2 separate regions of the Callithrix jacchus genome follow, and region 2 is linked to region 1. A link is a contact called in public Hi-C data. All regions are on one chromosome and are shown on one strand. Each heading gives the region's core, a stretch centred on a gene start, on an enhancer-like site or on the middle of the called end of the contact. The rest is flanking DNA. Distances are from core to core; before and after follow the strand shown. Region 1 overlaps SHISA4 (shisa family member 4). Region 2 overlaps ARL8A (ARF like GTPase 8A).

The links. Hi-C and Micro-C count contacts between places; a contact is called where the count stands out from the background.
Region 2: a contact with region 1 is called in a Hi-C map of skeletal muscle, with 4 times the contacts expected there. The contact joins two enhancer-like sites. A contact is called at or near these places in 3 of 3 Hi-C or Micro-C datasets (induced pluripotent stem cells and skeletal muscle).

What each region holds. Positions count from the first base shown.
Region 1 is chr19:28,911,012-28,917,066 of calJac240_pri, reverse strand. SHISA4 (shisa family member 4) reads right to left here. Exons shown (of 5, transcript XM_002760642.7): 3 at 5,265-5,398; 4 at 4,295-4,462; 5 at 2,779-4,063. The coding sequence ends at 4,017. Among named protein-coding and RNA genes, the nearest start is that of SHISA4, 4.2 kb to the right of the region's middle. Within about 2 kb of position 2,291, at least 3 of the 16 cell types and tissues checked have an H3K27ac peak or open chromatin away from gene starts, as enhancers often do. A contact at or near this core is called in skeletal muscle, where this site is marked.
Region 2 is chr19:29,161,780-29,167,342 of calJac240_pri, reverse strand. It overlaps ARL8A (ARF like GTPase 8A), which reads left to right. Exons shown (of 7, transcript XM_035281476.2): 7 at 311-1,412. The coding sequence ends at 360. Among named protein-coding and RNA genes, the nearest start is that of GPR37L1, 10 kb to the right of the region's middle. Within about 2 kb of position 1,917, at least 10 of the 16 cell types and tissues checked have an H3K27ac peak or open chromatin away from gene starts, as enhancers often do. A contact at or near this core is called in skeletal muscle, where this site is marked.

The DNA.
Region 1 (6,055 bases), core at 1,042-3,541:
ACTGTACGGGGACAAAAAAAGAGGTCTGAAGACAGCAAATGACTTGTCCAAGTTGATGAATCAGGATTTGAACCCAAGTCTCCTACCTTTGGGTTAATCTACCAACCTGGGAGAAGCCACGGTCTGACCTCCACAGTCTCTGCCTGAAGCCCCCACTGTCATATCCTCCACTCTGCCCCCTCACCCTCCATCACTTCCTGGGGGATCACATTCCCTAGCTCTTACCCCCAAGGGAGGGAGGCTTCACCTCCCAGCTCTCCTGGCCCACAGGGCCCAGCTGTTACACCCCAAGCTTCTTGCCTCTTGACCCTATCTAGATGGGAAAAGTGTCTTTCCCTCCATCTTCCCTAGGCTGCTCCAAGAGATGCCAGCACTGGGACCTAGGCCATGGTGCTGTCTGTGGGTGGGATGGCAGGCACCAGTAGCTGTCAAGGTGCTGGCCTCACCTGTCGTCACAGAAGCTCCACCTGCAGGTGAGCAAGGGGCTCTAGGCCTGGGCACTGTGTCACACATGTGGCACTCTAAGCAACATGAGATCTGGATGCAGGTCACCCACGAGCTTCTAGACCACCAAGTCGGGAGTGCCCTGTGCTACCCCGTACTCTGCACTGGCATGGCCAGGCTGAGGACCCGACCTCTGACATTGGCCTGACTAGCACCTGTATGGCTATGGTGCTGGGCCAGGCTGCTGGCCTAAGAGTGGCCCAGAGTGTGGCCCCGCTCAGTACGCCTCCCCCAGCACCTCCCACTCATCCTGCCTATGGCCCTCTTCTCCCTCCCTCCCTCCTTCCTCCAGCCCTCTAGGGCCCTTCCCTTACTTGCCCCTCTGTCTGTTACTCCTTGCCTGAAGTGTCCACTCTCCCACATGCCTCACTTCTGTTCACCTCTTGGCCCCTCTTCTCCCCTCCCCCAGGGTGTCTCTCCTTTCCTGCCAATATTTCCCTCCTGCCCATTGTATTTCCACGTGTCCCTGCCCTAGCTCCCTCCCTGCACCTGACCCTTCCCATTCCTCTGTAAGATCTGCTTTCCCTGGAGCAGGCCCAGCCTGGTGAGATTCCTGCCCTAAGAATGCATTCCTCTTGTTTTTATCTAAAAATGCACCCTTGGTCAGGCGTGGTGGCTCACGCCTGTAATCCAAGCACTTTGGAGGCCAAGGCGGGCGGATCACCTGAGGTCGGGAGTTCAAGACCAGCCTGACCAACATGGTGAAACCCCGTCTTAAAAAATAAAAATAAAAATGCCCCTGTTATCCACATATGCCTTCCAGACTGCCCTTTGGAGAATTCACCATTTCTTCCCAGCATAGGAGGAACCTGTTGACACTACTGAGGTCCCCCAATCCTTGAGGGACACTGCCCCTCCCACCCTCACTCCTGCCTGTCCTAATAGGGTGCCTGACTGGCTTTCAGGGGTGCTAGTTGAGGAACAAGGCAATCCGGAGGGGCAACTACAGCTCTGTGCTCCCGTGGCCCTGCTGGGCTCCCCTCGTGAGGTCGGAGGGCACTGCATTGCTTTGGAAAGAGATGTAGGGTCGTTGCCTCCATTTAAAGAACTCCAGGATATGTGAGAGCCATCTTCACTGCTCAGAGCATGTGAAAGTCCTGTTCTGTCACAGTTTCGCTCCGTTTCTTAGAATTCTCTTGTTTTTTGCAGAGTTAACTGACTGGAAATGAGGCAACTCCACTCTTCCAGTCTCAACTATGACTGGGGTAAACCTGCCTCCTACCCCAGACTACAAAGCATTTCTTCACTGGCACCAGGTTGTTGATTGAAGGATAATTAATTCTGACTGGCATCAACTTGCATATATTTACACATCATTTCTTGGAGAAACTAAAATACCTTAATGTGTAGATCTCTTCCAGCAGAGAGGAGACTGGACTCCAAACCTCAGATGACCTGGAGACCCTCTTTCCTAAATTGTGACCCAGGCACTCCAGGGCTCCAGCTCCCACCTCTTGTCCCCAACCTCACAGAGAAAGTGGATTTGTATCTGTGGCCTCAGCACTGTCTCTTCCAGCATCAGCAGCCTCTCCCTGTCTGGTTCTGATCCAGGGGCAGACATGTGGACCCCATGAAGATTTCACTGCGAAGGGGAAAGCTGTGAATCTAGGGGTAGAGCTCCATAGAGGGGAATTTCTGACCCTGGCCCCAAAACCCTGGCTCAGGAGCTCTTGCCTTCCAGGCTGTGTGACAAGAGGTAATCCTCAAGGTTATGTGGGTGGCAGAAGGCCCTGGGGGCATGGTCAGCCATATCCAGAACCCAGCTGGGCTGCAGGAGCCCAGAGGTCTGAGGGGGCAGGGCAGGAGAGCAGAGCCTGAGGCTGCAGTGGGGCTGGAGTACCCAGGGATGGGGAGAAAAAGAGGGCTGGGCTTAGGGGATACTTGGATAAGGAGCTTGGGGAGGGGATGGAGCTCTTCATTGGTGGGGCTTTGCCAAGCTAAGTTGACATGTTTCCCACTTGAATTAAAAATGATAAAACCTCCTTTCCTGGATCTGTCACCAGACAAGTCCTGAGAGCACAAGGACCATGACTTCGGGGAGCAGGGAAAGGGAGGACAGCCAGTCAGCTCCAGGACAGGAGCATTTCTAGGCAGCATTTGTGAGAGGACGGGGAGAAAAGGTCATATCTCCCGCTGTGTGGCTCCGTGCACCTGGGAACTGGTGATCCAAGCAACTGACAGGAGCACCTGGCACAAGTGTCTTCATGAGCAGTGTCTCCACTTGCCTCCTAGTCCTAGGTTCTCTAATCAGGAAGGAAAGGACAGGACTAACAGTTTCATGTACATAATATTTCATCCTCATGACAGCCATGAGGTATTATCCCCATTTTATTTATTTGTTTATTTACTTAGAGACGGATTCTGGCTCTTGTTGCCCAGGCTGGAGTGCAGTGGCACAATCTCGCTCACTGCAACCTCCGTCTCCTGGGTTCAAGCAATTTTCCTGTCTCAGCCTCCGGAGTAGCTGTGATTACAGGCGCCTGCCACCATGCCTGGCTAATTTTTTATATATATTAGTAGAGACAGGGTTTCACCATGTTGGCCAGGCTGGTCTCGAACTCCGACCTCAGATGATTCGCCTGCCTTGGCCTCTCAAAATGCTGAGATTACAGGTGTGAGCTTCCATGCCCAGCCTATCCCCATTCAATAGATGAGGACACTGAGGCTTGGAGACCTTTGGTGACATGACCAAGGTCAGAAAGTGGTGGGGCCCAAAATGAATCTAAGGGTACCTGATTGGGAGAACAGCCTTTGTACAGTTAGCAGTGCCTCTGCTGTAGTAGAACTGTTGACCCCTAGCAGGGAATCTCTGTAATGCAAATGACAGCTCTTCAGAGCTGTGGTAAAATTCACCTCATTGGCTTTAGGAAGCAGCCCAGGAACCATCCAGCTCCCCTCCTTCTGCCTGTGGATGGGGGTGAGGATGGTGCTGTGCTCCGGTGCTGGTGCTGGCCCTCCCCTACTTTTGGAATATGCGGGGGCAGCAGTTTGGACCTAGCTGAAGGCAGTGCTCCTAGAAGATGCAGATGGACCCAATGACGCGACTGATATGAGTTATGTCTTCACAGCTTTAATCCAGCAGCCAGAGTCCTGGCCAGTGGGGCAGCCAGAGAGGATGGCTACTGCCAGCTGCTGATGGAACCTCCTCCCTGCCCCAACTCCAGCCTAGAGGGGACAAACAGTGGGGCCCCAGCCTTCCTGGCTGGGATCTTGGGAGCAGAGGGACTATTTGAAAACAGGCACTGTGACCCAGGCTGCCACCTCCCTCCCTTGCTCCCAGTAAAAACAGCCCACAATCCCAAGCCCTCCCTCACAACCTGTCATGGTTCTAGTTCAGCTCCTGTTCCATTTCCCTGGGGCCCTGTCCCCAGTAGTGTCCAGGACTTGGCTTGGTCTGGAGCCTGGTGACTAGAGGACTCCTGCCCACCCCCAGGGCCAGATGCAGGTACAGGATGAGGGCATCTCCCAAGGTTGGCATCACTGAAGGGGGCAGCAGATACACGGCTGATTCCTCAGGCTCCTGGGTGAGAGGGCTGTGGTGGCACATAGGGAGGAGGAGCTGAAAGCCAAAGAGAAAGGATGAGGGTGAGGGGTGGCATAGGTGGATGAAAAGTAACCCCCTACCCCTGGGGTCAGACAGGACCCATAGGGAAGAGTGGGCCTGGAGGTTTCTGGCTAGAGGTGGAGGAAGTCTGGGAGAGGGAATCTGAGAATGAGAGAGGCACAGGGGAGGTCCCAGGGCAAGGGGTCGGGGAAGACAGCAGCAAGGGGCTCCGGATTGCTTACTTACCTGCAGGGTTGTAGACTGGGGGCCCAGCTGGGTAGAGTGGATACTGGGGAGCAGGACCACTAGGTGGGTACATGAAGCCAGGCTGTGGGGGTGCAGGGCCAGCTTTGGGGTCCTGGGGGTATGGGTATACTGGCTGCACTGGGATGCCTGTCATTGGAATCTCTTGGCCTAGGTAGGAGGAGAAGGATCAGTATTCAGAGACCCATCTGCTATGGGAAGCCTCCTCCTGCCCAGGAAACCAAGGTAAGCACCCTGGGGCTGGCCTCTGGCAAGCTCCAGGCTGACCACCTCTGCCTTCCACACCCTGCTTGGCAGAGTTGGGCAGGGAGCTGTGCAGTGGCCCCAGCTGGTCAATCTGCATTTAGCAAGTTTGCTCCGCTCAGCAGGTTTCAGAGAGCTCATGAACCAGGGAGCACAGCCCAGGGAATGTCCCACTTGGGCAAGGAGGGAACAACTCAAGGCTGGTATCCTGTAATCCGGCAGAGCTTCCCCTAAGGGGGTCTTCTCTTAGGCCTTCCCTCCTACACTGACCTCCCATATGGTGTCACCATCCCCAAGTCATCAGGTTGGGGCATATGTGCATCACATGCCTACACTCAGGCACATATTCTGCTGTCCACTGGGGCACATTCAATTAATGTTCATCATTACCGAACCGACTCCTTACTAAGAGTCATGTGCATGCATACACCCACTACACTCACTATTGCCGACAGACTGCACTCCTGTACACATCTGAATATTCACGTGCATGCACAGAAATGCACACAGTCTGATGTTCCATATACCCCTGGGCACATTCTAATATTCATGGGTTTACAAGCATTGGTCTGGGTTTTCATGCTGGCAGATGTGTGTATACAGAAGCACATACTATTACAGAATTTACCCAATCCACGAACTCTCTGCTGCCCATTATGGGGCTTAGCCCAGCCCATCTGAGGCCCATCTTGCCCAGTACTGAGTATACCTTCAAATGGGCTCTGGAGCTGCTGGCGCCGGCGGTACAGGTAGCAGCAGGAACAGAGGAAGCAGCAGATGGTGGTGGCAACCACAGCAACAAAGAGGATCACGGCCGAGGCGATGCCTGCTATGGTCTTGGGACTTTAGACAAAGAACAGGTCCTCTCACCTTCCAACACTCATAGGAGGGAGTCCTCATTATGCTGGCTCCAACTCCTGGCCAGCAGGGGGGTCACAGCATGCTGAGATTTGGGGTTCCTTGTGGGGCTCTGCCCAGTCCCTGTGAAGGAGATCTTAGAGGACCTCTACTTCCCAGAAGGCTGTGCTGCCTGGCTGGCTAGTGTGAGGCATACGGGGATTTGCAGTGCGCCCCAACCATTGCTTTTGTATCTATAACTTAAATAATCAGACATACAGCAAAATATCACTGAAAGGAACCTTAGAAATAATCTAGAGCCATTTTTCCAAACTCCACTTCAATCATTAGTCTCTACATCTATTTTATATGTGATATATTTAAAAAGTTTGACAACCACTAATTTTGGCAACCTGCTCATTTTACAAAGAGGAAGCAATGACCCACAGAAGGCAAGTGTTCTCCAAGATCACACAACTAGTAAGAAGTGGACCTCGGAATCAAACCCAAGTCTCCTGCCTTTGTGCCAGAGCTTTTCCCACAAAGCTACACTGTCATCCAGGTGTTGACCCTGAATCCTCCCTCCCCAGGACCTGGCAGGACCGAAGGGAAGGAGGGTTCCAGAAAGAACCTGGAAACCCCTGGCCCAACCAAAGCCCATGA
Region 2 (5,563 bases), core at 668-3,167, 250 kb before region 1:
GTTCAGAGCTGTGTGGCGCTTGCCAGCTCTGGAATTCTTGTTCGTTTGTTTTTGAGAAAGGGTCTCGCTCTGCTACCCAGGCTGGAGTTCAGTGGCGCCATCATGGCTCACTGCAGCCTCCAACTCCACTCCTGGGTTCAAGCGATCCTCCCACCTGAGCTTCCCACATAGCTGGGACTCCAGGTGTGTGCCACCGCTCTGGCACCTCTGGACTTCTGATGCCCTTACGTTTGGTGTCTTGGGCCTCTCTGCCGCCCCAGCATGGCCAGCACTTGCAGGCCTTGTAAGCCGTTCTCTTCTCCTCCCTCAGATATCACCCTACAGTGGCTTATTCAACACTCAAAGTCACGGAGAAGCTGAGACTGCAGCCCTTCTCCCTCAGACCAGGGACCGTCGTCATCTAAACCTGAAGCCGAGCTCCCCGCCCACCCCCTTCGTCCCCCTAAGCCCACCCCTCCTCACCCAGTGTGAGGCGGGCCCTCTGGGGACCCCAGAGTCCTGTTCTGCTGAGGTTTCAACTCCTGTTTTTATTGTAAAATAAATTGCCCCCTATTCTGGCCCCCTAACTTCTCACCCTTCCCCTTGCCTTTGTCCCTTAACCCAGCCCTGCCGCCCTCCCAGCAGCCCTGGGCCACAGGCCCTACCCCTGGCTCTTCCCCAGTCGCTCCTGTACCTCCCTTTCCAACACTCTCTGTTATTGTCCTGTGTGTACAGTATATATATGTATATATATTTTAATTTTTTAATTTAAGCAAAGACTAAAATCAACCATTTGATGCTGCAGGGGCCTTTCAGGATCTGGGAGGGGGTAGTCAGGAGGAAGGAGGGAGACGCAGGTGTACTTGGGCAAGTTCAGATCAGGAGAGGTAGAGGCTGGCACCTGGGGCAGGTACCAGCCTGGGCACTGGTGGCCGCCCCCCATCCTGTGTGTTTTCACCACCCAATCTGGCTTGTCCCGGCAGCGCTTGAATGCCACAGGCTGGCAGGGGCCTCCAGAGGCCCTGCCCCTCGATCCCCAGCCTGGGTAGGGCCACCAGGTACGACCAGGTACCAGAGACCACCAGGAGCACGGGGCAGAAAGCCAGCGTCCATGCCCCAGCAGCCCCCTCCTGCCTGTCCCTGGCTCCCAGCTCCCGCCCCTCCCCAGGGCCCCCACCTCCACGGCCCACTTCATTTTCTGTTCTCATTTTGCAGAGTTGCACAGGGAGAGAACTCAGCATGGGGGGTGGTTCTTTGGGTTCTGTTTGTTTATTTGTTTAATTTGATGGTTTGTAAAGTGATGTTCCTCTTCCTTTTTTACACTTTTCAGCTCATATTTAACCTCTGTTTGGAAAATGATTCTTGTAACTGTACATTTTTTTGCCTCCTAATAACAATGACAAGAACAAAAATAAATGACCGATTTTGTGTTGGGGGGGTGTATGGTGCCAGTTACTTTTCTGCAGTTGGCATGGGCTGCCCAGCAGGCCCACAGGGCCACCAGCACACCCCCACACGCTGGTCACCAACAGAGCCATGGGGCGCGAGCACATGCCCACCCTGGAGCACAATGGCACTGTACAAATGGCCTCCCACACGTGTGTCGGGCTCTCGCACTTTCTCTTTCTCATTCTCTTCAGATTTCCGTGTAGTCCCAGCTTTGAGCCAGCGGCTGCTGCGTGGGGCTGCAGAGCTCGTTGAGGGAACTGCCCAGGGCTGGGTCAGGAGGCAGTGGCACAGGCTGGATGCTGTTTTGTATGGAAACTACGCTGCCCTTTTCTTACACTCAGTTCAGGCCTCAGCCCCTCTTTCCCAGGCCCTGGATCTCACTGGCAGCCAGGGTTGGGCCAGAACCAGAACCCTGTCCCTCTGGCCGCCAGTCCCTACCCCAGAACCAGTTAACTGTGCTCCAGGGGTAGGGCTGGGCCCACAGAGCCTGGGAGATCCTCACCGCCTTTGCTGCCTCTCAGTTAGTGCCAATGCTGTGCGTTTCCCAGTAGGAGCCCTGCTCTCGCTCCTCTGCCGGATCTGAGTCCTCCCCCGACCTTACCGTCAGAGCTGGTCCCTCGGCACTGCCCACAGCTGCTGCCTCAGAGCCTGGTAGCCCTGCCGAGGCCATCTTGACCCAGTTTCACAGTAAGCCCCACCTCCTCCCGCTCTACCTCCCTCGGCCTCTCCTTCACCCTGGAAAATGGAGCAGGCCCTGCAGAACACCCCTGCTCTTCTCACCCCTCGCATTTCAGGAAAAAAGGAGTGGAATTGTCCCTTAGTCCTGAGATTGCAGATCTTGACTCCCGGTTCTGGGTGCCCCAGCCCCTCACCTTCATTGGTGCCCAGGGCTTCCTCCTGGAGGCAGTCATCAGAACTGTCAGAGGAGGGCCTGCCGGTAAAGGCAGTTCCCCACTGCCGCAGAGTTGGAGGAAAGAATGGATGGAATTTGGCATCTGAAGCTAAGTGATTCCAGGGTACCTCCCAACTCCAAAGGAAATGGGACGTACCCTCCTGGCTAAGGAGGTTGAAGGGGGGCCTGGGCTCTGTCGCCTGCCCTCTCCTGGCTACAAATACGGCTGGGTTTGCCCTGGGCCTGGGATCCCGGGAGAGGACCAGCAATCTCACTCCTCTGGGGCTGTTTCCAGGTTGAGCTGCCCTTCTCAGGTCCTGTTATCCTCCCTGAGGATTGAGGTTTGAGATAAGAGAGCTGGTTACCAGGAAGCAAGCGAGCATCATCCTTCCACAGTGCCTACAGGCAGCAGGGGAATATGACTTAAAGAATTTGGTCATATTCTTTTCAGACTTAGCCCACCTGCACCCAAGTGAATGAACAGCCATGTTGCTCACACAAAACCTATTTGGGGGGTCTCTTCATTCAAAGCGCACATTTTAAACATTTGGTGCTGAAGCCTGGGATGGGGGAACCCCTATGGGAGACCAAACTGCTGTCCCTGTTCTTGTGCTCCCTCCATGAAGAGATCTACCTACTGCCTTGGGGTCACAGACACACACCTCCGGCTGTTTGGTAAGCAGTCTCTCTTTTTCGCTTTCCCATTCTTCTGTCTTTTCCTTTCCACTTCTTCCCCCTTTCAATTTCATCCTTTTTCCACCACAAAGACAAGGAATTTTTAAAAGTTAAAAAAAAAAAAGAATTTGTCCAGGGGCTGGGTGCAGTGGCTCATGCATGTAATCCCAGCATTTTGGGAGGCCAAGGTAGGTGAATCACTTGAATCCCAGAGTTCAATACCAGCCTGGACAACATAGTAAGGCCCTATCTCTACAAATAATCAAAAATTATCCAGGTGTGGTGATGCATGCCTTGTAGTCCCAGCTACTCAGGAAGCTGAGGCAGGAGAATTGCTTGAACCCAAGAAGTAGAGGCTGCAATGAGCTGTGATCACACCACAGCACTCAGCCTGAGTGACAGAGTAAGACCCTGTCTCAAAAATAAAAATTAAAAAATGTGTTCAGCCAGGCATGGTGGTACACACACCTGTAGTCCCAGCTACTCAGGAGGCTGAGGCAGGACTGCTTGAGCCCAGGAGTTCAAAGCCAGCCTGGGCAACATAGTGAGACCTCTCAACTCTCAAAAAAAAAACCAACAACTATTAAAGTTGAACGGGGAACAGATCATGAGTATAAGTAAATTGTCATGCTTGGGGCCTTTTGATGCCGAAACCTGGCTGCATTTAAGAATCCCCTGGCCGGCGGGTGCGGTAGCTCAAGCTGTAATCCCAGTACTTTGGGAGGCTGAGGCAGGCAGATCACGAGGTCAAGAGATTGAGACCATCCTGGCCAACATAGTGAAACCCCGTCTCTACTAAACATACAAAAAATTTAGCTGGGGGTGGTGGCGCATACTTGTTTGTAGTTCCAGCTTCTCAGGAGGCTGAGGCAGGAAAATTGCTTGAACCCAGGAGGCAAAGGTTGCAGGGAGCCAAGATCGCACCACCACACTCCAGCCTGGTGATAGAGTGAGACTTTGTCTCAAAAAAAAAAAGGGCCAGGCACGGTGGCTCACGCCTGTAATCCCAACACTTTGGGAGGACAAGGTGGGTGGATCACGAGGTCAAGAGATCGAGAACATCCTGGCCAACATGGTGAAACCCCGTCTCTACTAAAAATTCAAAAAAATTAACTGGGCGTGGTGGGGTGCACCTGTAGTCCCAGCTACTTGGGAGGCTGAGGCAGGGGAATTGCTTGAACCTGGGAGACGGAGGTTGCAGTGAGCCAAGGTCATGCCATTGCACTCTAGCCTGATGCCTGGTGATGGAGTGAGACTCTGTCTCAAAAAAAAAAAAAAAAAAATCCTCTGGCCAAGCCTGCTTCATAACACTAGAGAATTGAATTCCTTGCTGGGCATGGTGGCTCATCCCTGTAATCCCAGCACTTTGGGAGGCCAAGGCAGGTGGATAATGAGGTCAGGAGTTCGAGATCAGCCTGACAAACTTGGTGAAACCCTGTCTCTACTAAAAATACAAAAATTAGCTGGACATGGTGGCACATGCCTGTAATCCCAGCTACTCAGGAGGCTGAGGCAGAAGAATCGCTTCAACCTGGGAGGCAGAGTTTGCAGTGAGCGGAGATCGCACCACTGCACTTCAGCCTGGGCAACAGAGTAAAACTCTATCTCAAAAAAAAAAAAAAAAAAAAAAGGCCGGGTGCAGTGGCTCAAGCCTGTAATCCCAGCACTTTGGGAGGCCGAGGCAGGTGGATCACGAGGTCCAGAGATCAAGACCATCCTGGTCACCATGGTGAAACCCCGTCTCTACTAAAAATAGAAAAAATCAGCTGGGCATGGCGGCGCGTGCCTGTAATCCCAGCTACTCAGGAGGCTGGGGCAGGAGAATTGCCTGAACCCAGGAGGGGGAGGTTGCCGTGAGCCGAGATCGTGCCACTGCACTCCAGCCTGGGTAACAAGATCGAAACTCCGTCTCAAAAAAAAAAAAGAAAAGGAATTGAATTCCCAAAGGGGAGGAAGAAAAAAGGTTTCAGGTGCTTGATGTATCTTGTCTCATTAAATGACCATAATCCTCTGTGAAGGACAGATTATTCCCATTTTACAGATGAGGAAGCTGAGACTGCATTTAAGTAATTGCACACAGCTTCCAAGACAGGTGCTGAGAAGGTGACTCGAAAGTGGAGCAGGGAGAGGGACCCAGTAGATTCGGGCTCCCCTCGCCCCTGTAACCTGGCATCAGGGTATGAGGGCTGGTCTGAAGTCTGCCTTGGGTGAGCATGTCAGCGGCACCTCAGAGCATCCCAGCTCAAGTCCATCGCCCACCATGTGCCAACCCTGCCCCCCAAGCCTGGGACCCCTAAGCAACAAACCCCACATTGTTCCCCCAGCTGGCCCAGGCTGCAGGGACAGTGGCTCTTTCCCAAGGCCGCTGGCCTGCTGACTGATTCTGCAAGCCATTCATGTTGGCAGGCCTGGGAGGCGGCAGAGGCAGAGCCTTGGAGCCACCATCTCTGCCCCTTCCTCTCTGAGCCGGCCAACCAGCTCCAGGAGGAGAGGCGGAGGGCACCCTTTGTGGACGAGGCCCCCTAAACAGGATGCTGAGGGGTCTGCCTCCCCTGCCCTCTCTCCCCC